3 separate regions of the Mus musculus genome follow, and regions 1 and 2 are each linked to region 3. Evidence: chromatin contacts called from public promoter capture Hi-C data. All regions are on one chromosome and are shown on one strand. The core of a region is the stretch at or near the end of the contact, and the rest is flanking DNA. Distances in the headings are between cores, read along the strand shown. Region 1 holds the start of D130020L05Rik (RIKEN cDNA D130020L05 gene). Region 2 holds the start of Setd3 (SET domain containing 3). Region 3 holds the start of Glrx5 (glutaredoxin 5).

What was found. Promoter capture Hi-C pulls out the DNA fragments that hold promoters and counts their contacts. Capture Hi-C pulls out chosen DNA fragments and counts their contacts.
Region 1: a contact with region 3 is called in a promoter capture Hi-C map of liver, with 3 times the contacts expected there. The contact joins the promoter of D130020L05Rik here to the promoter of Glrx5 in region 3.
Region 2: a promoter capture Hi-C map of liver shows a contact between it and region 3, with 2.7 times the contacts expected there. The contact joins the promoter of Setd3 here to the promoter of Glrx5 in region 3. A contact is called at or near these places in 1 of 39 promoter capture datasets (pre-B cells) and 1 of 9 other capture datasets (liver).

What each region holds. Positions count from the first base shown.
Region 1 is chr12:101,081,130-101,084,297 of GRCm38.p6, reverse strand. It overlaps D130020L05Rik (RIKEN cDNA D130020L05 gene), which reads right to left and starts at 1,847. Exons shown (of 2, transcript NR_038050.1): 1 at 1-1,847. It overlaps Ppp4r3a (protein phosphatase 4 regulatory subunit 3A), which reads left to right and starts at 596. Exons shown (of 15, transcript NM_211355.2): 1 at 596-1,569. The coding sequence starts at 1,428.
Region 2 is chr12:108,177,543-108,180,818 of GRCm38.p6, reverse strand. It overlaps Setd3 (SET domain containing 3), which reads left to right and starts at 1,535. Exons shown (of 13, transcript NM_028262.3): 1 at 1,535-1,666. It overlaps Ccnk (cyclin K), which reads right to left and starts at 1,081. Exons shown (of 12, transcript NM_009832.2): 1 at 939-1,081.
Region 3 is chr12:105,030,989-105,034,120 of GRCm38.p6, reverse strand. Glrx5 (glutaredoxin 5) reads right to left here and starts at 1,503. Exons shown (of 2, transcript NM_028419.3): 1 at 1,139-1,503. The coding sequence starts at 1,421. Snhg10 (small nucleolar RNA host gene 10) reads left to right here and starts at 1,842. Exons shown (of 2, transcript NR_003145.3): 1 at 1,842-2,161. Gm46374 (a long non-coding RNA gene) reads left to right here. Exons shown (of 3, transcript XR_003950254.1): 2 at 20-262; 3 at 429-1,143. Mir3069 (microRNA 3069) reads left to right here and starts at 2,980; the gene lies at 2,980-3,044. It also overlaps Scarna13.

The sequences.
Region 1 (3,168 bases), core at 598-3,097, 4.0 Mb after region 3:
GCAACATTGTGAGGCTGTGTTTCAAAAAAAACAAAAAAACAAAGAATTTCATCTTATTCATACAGTACGGCATTTATCTTTGCAAGCCCTTCAAGATGTGTTTTGTTATTTTGTTTAAAAAAACAAACAAACCAGCCTAGGGCTACAGACGATCAGCTTTGATAACCGACAGAGAAAGGGAGATAACCGCTGATTATTGTGAGGTGAGTGCTCAGAATGATCCCGGGGAGCAGTGCCACGCGTGAACACCGCGTCGAGGGTTTTAGACTTGCCCGGCCATTGCGTGCCTCACTGCATCCCGCCAACCTCGCGGTCCAAACGGTCCTCTCTCAGAAACTTCTCTATTTCAGGCCAAGGGAAGAAGAGGAGGAGGAGGAGGAGGGCGGGGGGAGGACGAGGAGGACGCCAGCAGCCCGCGCCCCCAGGGCCGACTGCAAAGGTCCTCCCTAAAGCGTCCGGAGAAGGCTCGCACGGGAAAGGACGAGCTCCGGGATCAGAGTCCAGTCTGGCTCCAGAAGCCGCCAACAGACTCCACACCCCTTCCCCGCCCGGAGCCGAGGTGATGACGAATTCAAAGTGCGACGGACGCACACGCAGCCCGCGCTTGCACGACAGTACGCGCAGGGCAGCGCGAGGGAGTCCCGGTCCGTCACCGGCGCGACTCGCGTCCCGCCTCCTCCGCTCCCGCCACCCCCGCAGCTCCGCGCCCGCCTCGGTGCAAGGCCTCGGCCGGAGCGAAGCTGCCGGCTCCCGTCTTGTCGCTTTAAGTGGTGGGGCTTGCGGGCCGCCCCTGCCGCTACTGCCTAGGTGGCCCCGCGCGCCGCTTTTGAGGGGCGAGCCAAGATGGCGGCGGCTTTGGCTCTGTGAGGAAGACGGAAGAGGCGGCGGAGTAGGGAAGGCGGCTTCTAAGAAGAGCCAGGGGTTCTCGGGTGGCCAGAGGCGTTCGGAGTCTCCCGGGAAGTGCTACCTCACCGGCTTCGGATGCTTTAAGCGGGAGGAGCGGAGCGGGGCTTCCTGCTGCAGCGGCTGGGCCAGGTACAAGGGAGGAAAACATGGCGGCGGCGGCCTGAGGAGGCGGCGGCGCGGGAAAGCGGCTCTGCGGAGGTCATGGTGGAGGCCGGAGCGGGTCTGTGAACCGAGCCGCACCTCGTTGGAACGGCGGGCCGGTAGGCTGCGTAGTGCTGCGCGTTCCCTGTCGGGGCTGCTGGGCGGCCGCGCTCGCTCGGCCTGGACAATAGCGCCGGGGAGAAGGAGACGAGAGAAGGCGGCGGCCCGGGGCTCGGACCCGGGAGCGGGCCATGCGAGCGGCGGCGCAGCTCCGCGGCGGCCAGCGGTGGCACTGAGGTCCCGGAGTTCCCCGTTTGCGGCCGCCCGCCTTTTCTGGACACTGTCCCTGGGCCACTCGGGCGGGGCCCCCGGCCGGCACGATGACCGACACCCGACGGCGGGTGAAGGTCTACACGCTCAACGAGGACCGGCAGTGGGACGACCGGGGTACTGGCCATGTGTCCTCCGGCTACGTGGAGAGGCTGAAGGGCATGTCCCTGCTCGTCAGGGCGGAGAGCGACGGTAAGTGACCCTCACTGGCCCCTCTCAGAGCAGTGGCGCTCGGACTGGGACGGCGGGAGTGCGGACGGGAACGCCACGGGGTACCCAAGTCCGGTGGAGCTCGGTGGAGAGCATTCGGGGTGTCCATCCTTAACCCGAAAACCTTGTGGCGTTGGGATTTCGAGCAGAGCGGAGCACGTTGCGCCGTGCTGCCTTTCCAGTGCAGAAAGGTCGGAGACCTGAGATCCTCTTTCCCCGGTGGTTTTTGCACCGTCGTGACCTTGAGAAAGGCATTTAACGGAAACGATCTGCTCCCCCCCCCCCCACACACACACACCCCTTAGTTCACCAATCTGTAAAGCAGGCATAAAACCTTGCTTGGCGCTCGTAAAGTTCATAGCTGTTGCACACTTTGAGAAAGTTCTGTTCTGGTGGGATTGTTGTTGTTTTAAACCTTTTCCACCATATCTTTCAGATTTTAGGGTCTGCAATAAGGTCTATAAATCTGGCAGTTCCACCAGACAGAGAAAATGCTGCTTTGGCTTTCGAGGACACACATGTCTTGACCGGGGTTGGTTGTCTTTTTCACAAGAAAGGGAGATGATTATTATTGTTGTTATTGTTTTGTATTTTGAGACAGGGTTTCAGTATGTAGCCCAACTATCCTGGAGCTTGCTCTATAGACCAGGCTAGCCTTGAACTCAAAGCTTGCCTTCCTCTGCCTCTCCAGTGCTGGGATTAAAGTGCTGCCACACCTGGCTAAGAAAGAAAGACTTTGTAGGTCTTCTGTGGGAACTCGTGAACCTTTGGAACATTTTATTGCAAGCTTTTCTGATTGTTTAAGCGTATGGTCCTTAGTTGGTTGAGTTGGCTGGTGGGGAGAGGTATCTTTTAACACTTGAACAAGTCCTTCTGCTTTCACCTCAAGTCTATTGAAACAGTCTTCAGTGTTCAAAGATAAGGTTGTTTGAAATAACGGTTTCACGTTTTAAAATATTCCTTTCTTAAGGGTTTGCATTCTCTGAATTTCACTCTTGGAAGAAAATACATATTGGCCAAAACTTCAAATTGTTTTTGGAGCAGAAGTATAGTTACCTTGTTGCATTAATTTGCAGTTTTACAGTTGAGAACTATTTGTAGCTGTTTCATGTCTGAAATATTGCAAATTTATTTCAAAGATTTTTTTTTTTCCCCTCTTTTTTGGACTAGACTCAGAACTCATTCCACAAAAACCAAGATTTTCCTGTCTGTGGTTGAAGACTGTAGAAACATTGATTTGAATTGAAGAATGGTTAACTTGGAGTATAATTATAAAGATTACCCCAAATAAGTTACCACTGGTAAAAAGTTACTTTCTAACATGAAAGGCAGGCAGTTTCTGGTGACTTGGAGGCCAGCCTGGGTCTACATAGAGTCCTAGATCAGCTGCAGTTACATAGTAAGACTTGGTCTGAAAATTTTTTTCTGATTACAACAGGTATATTTTCAGAGCTGGGTTCTTATTTGGCTGCTAATATACAAGTTAAATGTGTTTGTGACAGTCACGTAATCACCTCTGCATGTTTGTACATGTGGAAACTTTCCTTACAGTAAAGTGGAAGTGTGGGTTTCAGGGTTAAG
Region 2 (3,276 bases), core at 286-2,785, 3.1 Mb before region 3:
AAAGTTAAAGACACCCACAACTGCAAAATGCTGGCCAATTATTCTTTAAACAACATATATCAAGATACCACCTGTGTGAGGTTTGTCTTTAAAACCTAAAAGGCCAGTCTTTAGCTAAGACTCATGGCACATGACTTTTTAATTTTAAGTCCAGCATTCTGGAGGCAGAGGCAGGAAGATATCTTTGCGCTGGAGGCCAGCCTAGTTTACAGAGAGAGCTACACACCAGCCAGGGTTACGTAGGAAGACAGCCAGTCTGTGATAACTGATTTTAAACACTGAGTGACTTATGGAAAGCTGTGTTTTATTGGTAGTCCAAAGTTAAGAACACCACCAAGAATACATTAGGCAGGTTAAACTGCTTAAACGTTTTCAGATTAACATATACATGTTATTTCTCAACTTAATAAAGATCAGTTCCCCTAACACCGAGGCAAACAAGCACTCAGGAGAGGATGACGTCTGGGTAAGAACGAGTCTTATCGAGGAAGTCCCTTTTCATTCCTGGTCCTACCTGAGTTCCGTGGTTCAAGAGTCACGGAACACTTTCCAAAGCCTCAATCCTACTTAACAGAGGGATCCACAAGCCGTGGGTGACCGGGTCGGTCTGAGGCAGGGTCTGTGCGTGTAAGCCCCGCCACCCTTTTATTCCTCGGCTAGGAATCCCCCAAACCGCAACCACTTTCCTCTGCGAGGTCAGCTTCCAGTTCCAGGCATTAGCGGCGCACCCCAGAGGACCCGACCCTGTCCCGAAGCTCCCTCGCCGCCAACCCCGCGTCGCCTGCTAATTTCAACGTGCATCAGGGATTCCAAGGAGGGCGGTGGAATCCGGGAAGCCGGACTCTTCCGTAGAACCCAGGCAGCTGGAAAATACCCTCCTCGGACCACCAGGAGCGCAGACGGTGGGCGGCGCTGCCCGCGGCCAGCTAGATACTCACCCCTCGCCTCAGGCAAAACCCTCAGCGACGTCTCTCCTTCCTGACAGCAGCCATCTTGGAGGTGGAATGTCGGGGAACTACGTCATTTCCCTGCGTCTCGGGACGTTAAGAAGCGGCCGGAGGGGGCGGCGAAAGTCAGGTGCCTGTCAACCAATTAGAAGAAAGTAAAGCTAAAAAAAAGAAAAAAAGTAACAAGTCAACAGTCGCCGCTCCGCCTACCCTGCGGCCTTGTGGACTGCGGCCCGTAGGGGGAGGGGAAACACTCGCACACACCCTCCCATCGCCCCACCCCCTTGGCGAAAGGGAGTTCGGGAGCAACCGAACCTGTTAACGGAACTTCGGCCCGGAGGCGGAGCCAGGGCTCCCGTCGTTCAATCACAGCGCGAGATCTAACCAATCGAGTCTTCGGATACGGCTCCGCCCCGGTTGCTGATGTCCAATGGCTGATCAGCACCCTGGCTGGCGGGCGGATGGGCGGCGGGGCGGAGCCGCGCCGAGGCGTGTTAGGTGCGGGCCAATGAACGGCGGCGGCGGCCCGTGGGCGGGGCCCAGGGGCGGGCGGAGCCGGGTTGGGCCTAGGCGGCGGGGCTGTCTCTGGCTGCCGTCCAGCCCCTCCCGTCCGGCCGCCGCCGCCACCGCCGCCGCCGCCGCCTGGGGGTTGGTTGAGGCGGACGGTGGGGTCCCGGCCGGAGTGTGGCGCCGCCGCTGCGCGAAGACGAAGCGGGCAGGTGAGTGCGGACGGCAAGCACCCGCGTGCGGCCCGCGGGCTGAGGGGACGGGGTTCCACCGCTCCTTAAGGAGGTGAGGCCGAGCGTGCGGACTCCGAGGTCCGGTGCTCGGCCGCGACCGAGTTCTCAGGGCCTGGGAGGCTGTGGGCTCCGAGGCCCGGCAGGCCCGGTCCCTGAGGGGACTGGCGAGCGTCTGCAGCTTCCCTCTTCCACCGGGACGGGGGCAGGCGGCAGGTTCAGGGCGCGGCCTGGGCGCGGCCTGGGCGCCGCCCTCGGGTACGGCCGGGGCCCGGAGTGCGCGCGGGGCGCTGGGACTGCGTGCGGCGGGCTGCAGCCTTGGTTTCCTTCCTCCGGTGGCAGGCGCACGCGGCTTGGGGCCGAGGCCCCTCTGCAGCTCTCTGTTGCCCACGGGGAGCCCGGCCCCCGCGCCTTGTCCTCCACTGCCCGCTCGCAAAGGCGGGCGTAGAAAATAGGTCAGGTTTCTTCCCACGCGCCCCTGGCCGAGGTCCACACGCGACGAGCGCGCTGCGAGAGAGAAGCGGTCCGTGCTCTCGGAGTTTGCCATTCCGATTTTCAACTCTTCCTTCTTGCGGCTGCAGCCTGGGCATGCGACTCTGCCTCTTCTCCCCGCCTGCCACTCTTGGAGAAGGAGCTGATTAGTGACGTGCGCCACTGGCTGCCGAGGGGCCTCACCCCCTCCGCGTCGTGTCGGGAGAGGACGTTGGTGCGTTTCTGGAGGGGTGCACGCGTAAAGATGACTCGGGACATGCTGTAATCCATTTCTAAACGAAAACGGTGTTGTTACCGAAGTAAACACATTTGAACAGGATGTTGACAGCCATCTTGCCTTTGCAGACCCTTAGAAGATTGAGGTTTTACTGATAGATGTAACAGAACTGCATCCAGGAAGGCTGAGGCAGGGAATCCGGAGTTTCAGGCCTGCCAGAGCTACATAGGGAGACCCTTTCAAAAAACACACAAAAACTAAAACCAGACTTGGACACTGAAAGTGTGGGTTTTTCATATGTGATACTGTTCCCATTTCCCTTTCAAAGGCGATGCTGAGGGTGTTTTTAAAATGAGTTTTAAACAGTGATAGTCTTGGGGAGTTTTAAGTGAACGCACCCTTAAAATACAGCAGTATAAAAGGACATTTCCTCCCCAAGTTAAAAAGTTTGTCTAGACTCACTGGAACCTACAGTGTGTATGTAGGCTCCTACCTGTAGAGGCTCACTTTATAGATGGGTCTCTGGGGCGCCATGATTGATATTTTGGTGGAATTCCAGCCATTTGGGAAGGAGTTTTTCTAGGGCTTAAGAAAACAGTTTGCAAAACCAAGTTCTGAAAAGCTACAGAAAAAAAGAACATCTTACTGGGACTCTAAACAACCTTGGTCTTTATTGCCCCTACCTTCTTTTTACCGTGCGTTCCTTTCTCTTTTGAGATATTACTAATATCTGGATATGCAACTCTAGTTCCCTTGGAGGGAAGTAGTTGCTATTTCTCCCTCCTTTTTCACTGTGCAAACATCTCAGTGGAGCTATGCTGGACTTGAAGATCCAAACATTGTGCTGATGTGGGTTCTAGCAATGAGGGTTTCTGTTCCTTTT
Region 3 (3,132 bases), core at 254-2,753:
TCCTCGTGGACTCTGCCAGGTTCGGTGTCATAATCTTCATTATACTGAGAAGGCAGTATAATGAAGTAGTATTACAGTAGGCTGTGCTGCAGACCCACCACAGATGATTCCAAGCCAAACCTGCTCTCCACGGCCCCAGCCTCATCAAGAAGAATGACCATACGACGAACAACTATAATCAGTAATTGCAAATGTTGCATACTCCATTCTAACACAGACAAGTCTCCTCTCAGCACAGTGACCAACCCAGAGCACTAAATCAGTAAGATGGGGGGGGGGGGGCTACTTGAATACAGGGTTCCCCGGATTCCACTGAAGGAGGAGCAGGGTGCGGGGAGGGGGCAGCTTTCCCATTACCCGGCCCACCTTGACCGATTCTTGCCAAGAATCAGAACCAAATCCCTGGCCTTTCTCTTCCTCGCTCACAGCAAGCACAAGACGGAGAGAAAGGCGCCTGCCTGGTACTGTGTATAAAGGATTCCAACTAGACGTCAGGACGCAGTCGCTTTGCCTTGGGGCCAGTAAAAAGCTGTTCTGCTCTCTGCCCTTTGGGCCCAACCTGGCCGCAGTTTGCTAATCTGGTCGGGGGTCAGAAGTTTTCTTAGTGGCTTCCTCTTTCCGCTGAGCCTCTACCATGTCTTAGTCTCCACACACTGTTCTTTGATGCTACAGTATCTAAAAAACAAACTTCGTGTCTTTCCCAACGTGAGTCCGGCTAGACTATGGTGAAACCTTCTCTCCAGCAAGAAGACAGTCCCTGACCCTCGGGGCCTTAAACATTATTAGTCAGCCTCTGACCTCGTTAGGCACACACAGGCAAGCCTGAAACCTCTTCCCTACATACGTAGTAGCATCAGTCCCTCACCTAGCAAGTACGCTGCTGGCTTCCAAGCCCTCAAATTGTCCCCAAGGGTATTCGCAGTGAGTCCCCCTCTCAGCCAGCCACTCCCCAGTCGACCTGCTCAGAGGGGATCATGATGCCGACTACCCCCTCTCCTATGCAGTCAGAAACATCTCGCCCCGAGGTGGGCCGAGGCGAACCCTCCGCCCATGTGGCTACACAACCAGGGAAGGCCCTTGCTCCTCGGGATCTGCTCAAGTTCACCGCGCCCTCGCAATCGGATCCCACGGGCCTGACCTTGCCTCAGCTCCGGGTCGTCCAGCACGTTGTAGGCCGCATAGTCGCGAACACCGTGCAGCCGCAGAATCTGCACCACGGCGTTGCTGAAGCCGCACTGGGGCTGCTCGGGCGTCCCCTTGAGGAACACCACCACCTTGTCCTTCTTCACCAGCGCGTCCAGCTGCTCCGCCTGGCCGCCCGAGCTCGCCGCCCGCACGCCGGCTCCGGGCAGGCCACCGCCACCAGCGCTTCGCCCCCAGCGCAGCAGAGCCGCCGCCGCCCGGCTCAGGGACGCGCTCATGCCCGCTCGCTGTCCACCGCCTCTGCGGCCACTCCAGGGCTTACAGAGCCCGTGGTGTCCGGCCGGCCCACCAGAGGCTCTCATTGGACAAGCTCTGGGATGAGTCTCGTGATTGGACAATACTGGCTCAATTCCACCAATCACATCGCTTACACCGTAGGGTGGGCCTTCCCTGGGAGCCGCGTCCTACAGGCTTGCTAGTGAGCGAGGACGACCGCTTTGCGTGTTGATTGGACAAATCGGACGTCCGTCGGTGAAGGGCATGAAGAGGCGTGACTAGAGGAAGCCGGCTTTCCTCGTGCGGGCGTTCGAGGCCTGGCCGGATACGCCAAGATGATAGGGCAGGCGCGAGGCGGGGCTTCTGCCGCCCGCGGCACGCCGGGAAGGAGTCACGTCCAGACGCAGCTTCCGGTTCCTTTTGCGGTGATTGCTACGGTAACGCGGCCGGTAGTCCTGCGATGGCGTGCACCAGAGAGGAGGTGGCCTTCCATGCCTCACCGGCTGAGGCCAGCCGCGAACCTGGCGTGTCCTGGTCTGCCCGGGGCTCCAGCCTCCGACCCGCCATGCACATGGACATCCAAGCCGTGTCCTGCGGCCTCCCGTGGGATTCTTCCTCCAGAATGAGGTTTTTTTTTTTTTTAGCATAAAACTATAAGTATTGTGTATGTATGATCTGCGTGCATGCATCTTCAGAAGACGACTTTTATAAAGGGTCCGGGGATGGAACTCTAGCTTGCAGGGTAAGTCCCTTGGCACGCTGAGCCCTCTCCCTGGCCTCTAGAATGATGCTCTTCTCGTAGAAACGTGTAAAGTGCTCTAGCCGTGGGACGGCTGGCTTTGGGGTCTCGGTGACTACTGGGGTCGGGAAGGATTGAAAGAACAAGGGAATTGGTGGGTTGCCGGGCCCTGTGGCCATTGTCTGCAACGTTGCCTTGCCTCTTAAGAGGCTGAGGCAGGAGGATCAGTTGAACTCAGGAGTTCTAAATAAGCCCGAGTCAGCCCGGGCCGTACAGCAGGACCCTTTTTAAGAGGGAAAACGGAGGGTGAGGATGTAGCTCAGTAGGAAGTCGTTTTCCTAGTGTAAGCGACGTCCAGAGTTCCACCCCGTCACATGCACACAGACAGTAATAAAAGAGAGTATTCTCTTAGTGAATTCCGGTGTAGATGATGATGGCCCCAGGGTAGAGTGCTTGCTTGCACATCTGCTGGGGATGGTGCAGAAGAGTGGGCAGGCGCGTCGTTTTTTTACATGGACTTCCCCCTAGAACAGAGCCCCGGGTGTGGTCAGTTCTCCCGCCGGTAGTACGCAGATCCAGATCCTGGCCAGCAGGCCTCCGCAGCCCACTATCTAATCTGCAGTCTTGGCCCTGCGCTGGGTTAGCGGTACCCTAGAGCACACCAGACTTGCAGAGAAAGCAGACAACAGAGGAAGCTGAGGCATGCCTGCTCGAGAGGCAGCAGGCCCATGTGCAATTTTCCTCTGATAGGGCCTGGGTACTGTTGCCACGGTGATAATGGCTGTGCCGTGTCATTGTCGATCCACCAACAGTCAGAGAAGCTTGGCAGTCAAGATATTGTTTAGCAGACGGAGCGGTTTCTGTTGGACACTAAGTACTGCCACAAAACCTCGAGCGACTAAGCGTGTTGCCGGAGGTGGTCTGTTTGCACCCGGGGAGTGAATGTAAAAAATCAGAGTTCACACAGAGTGAGC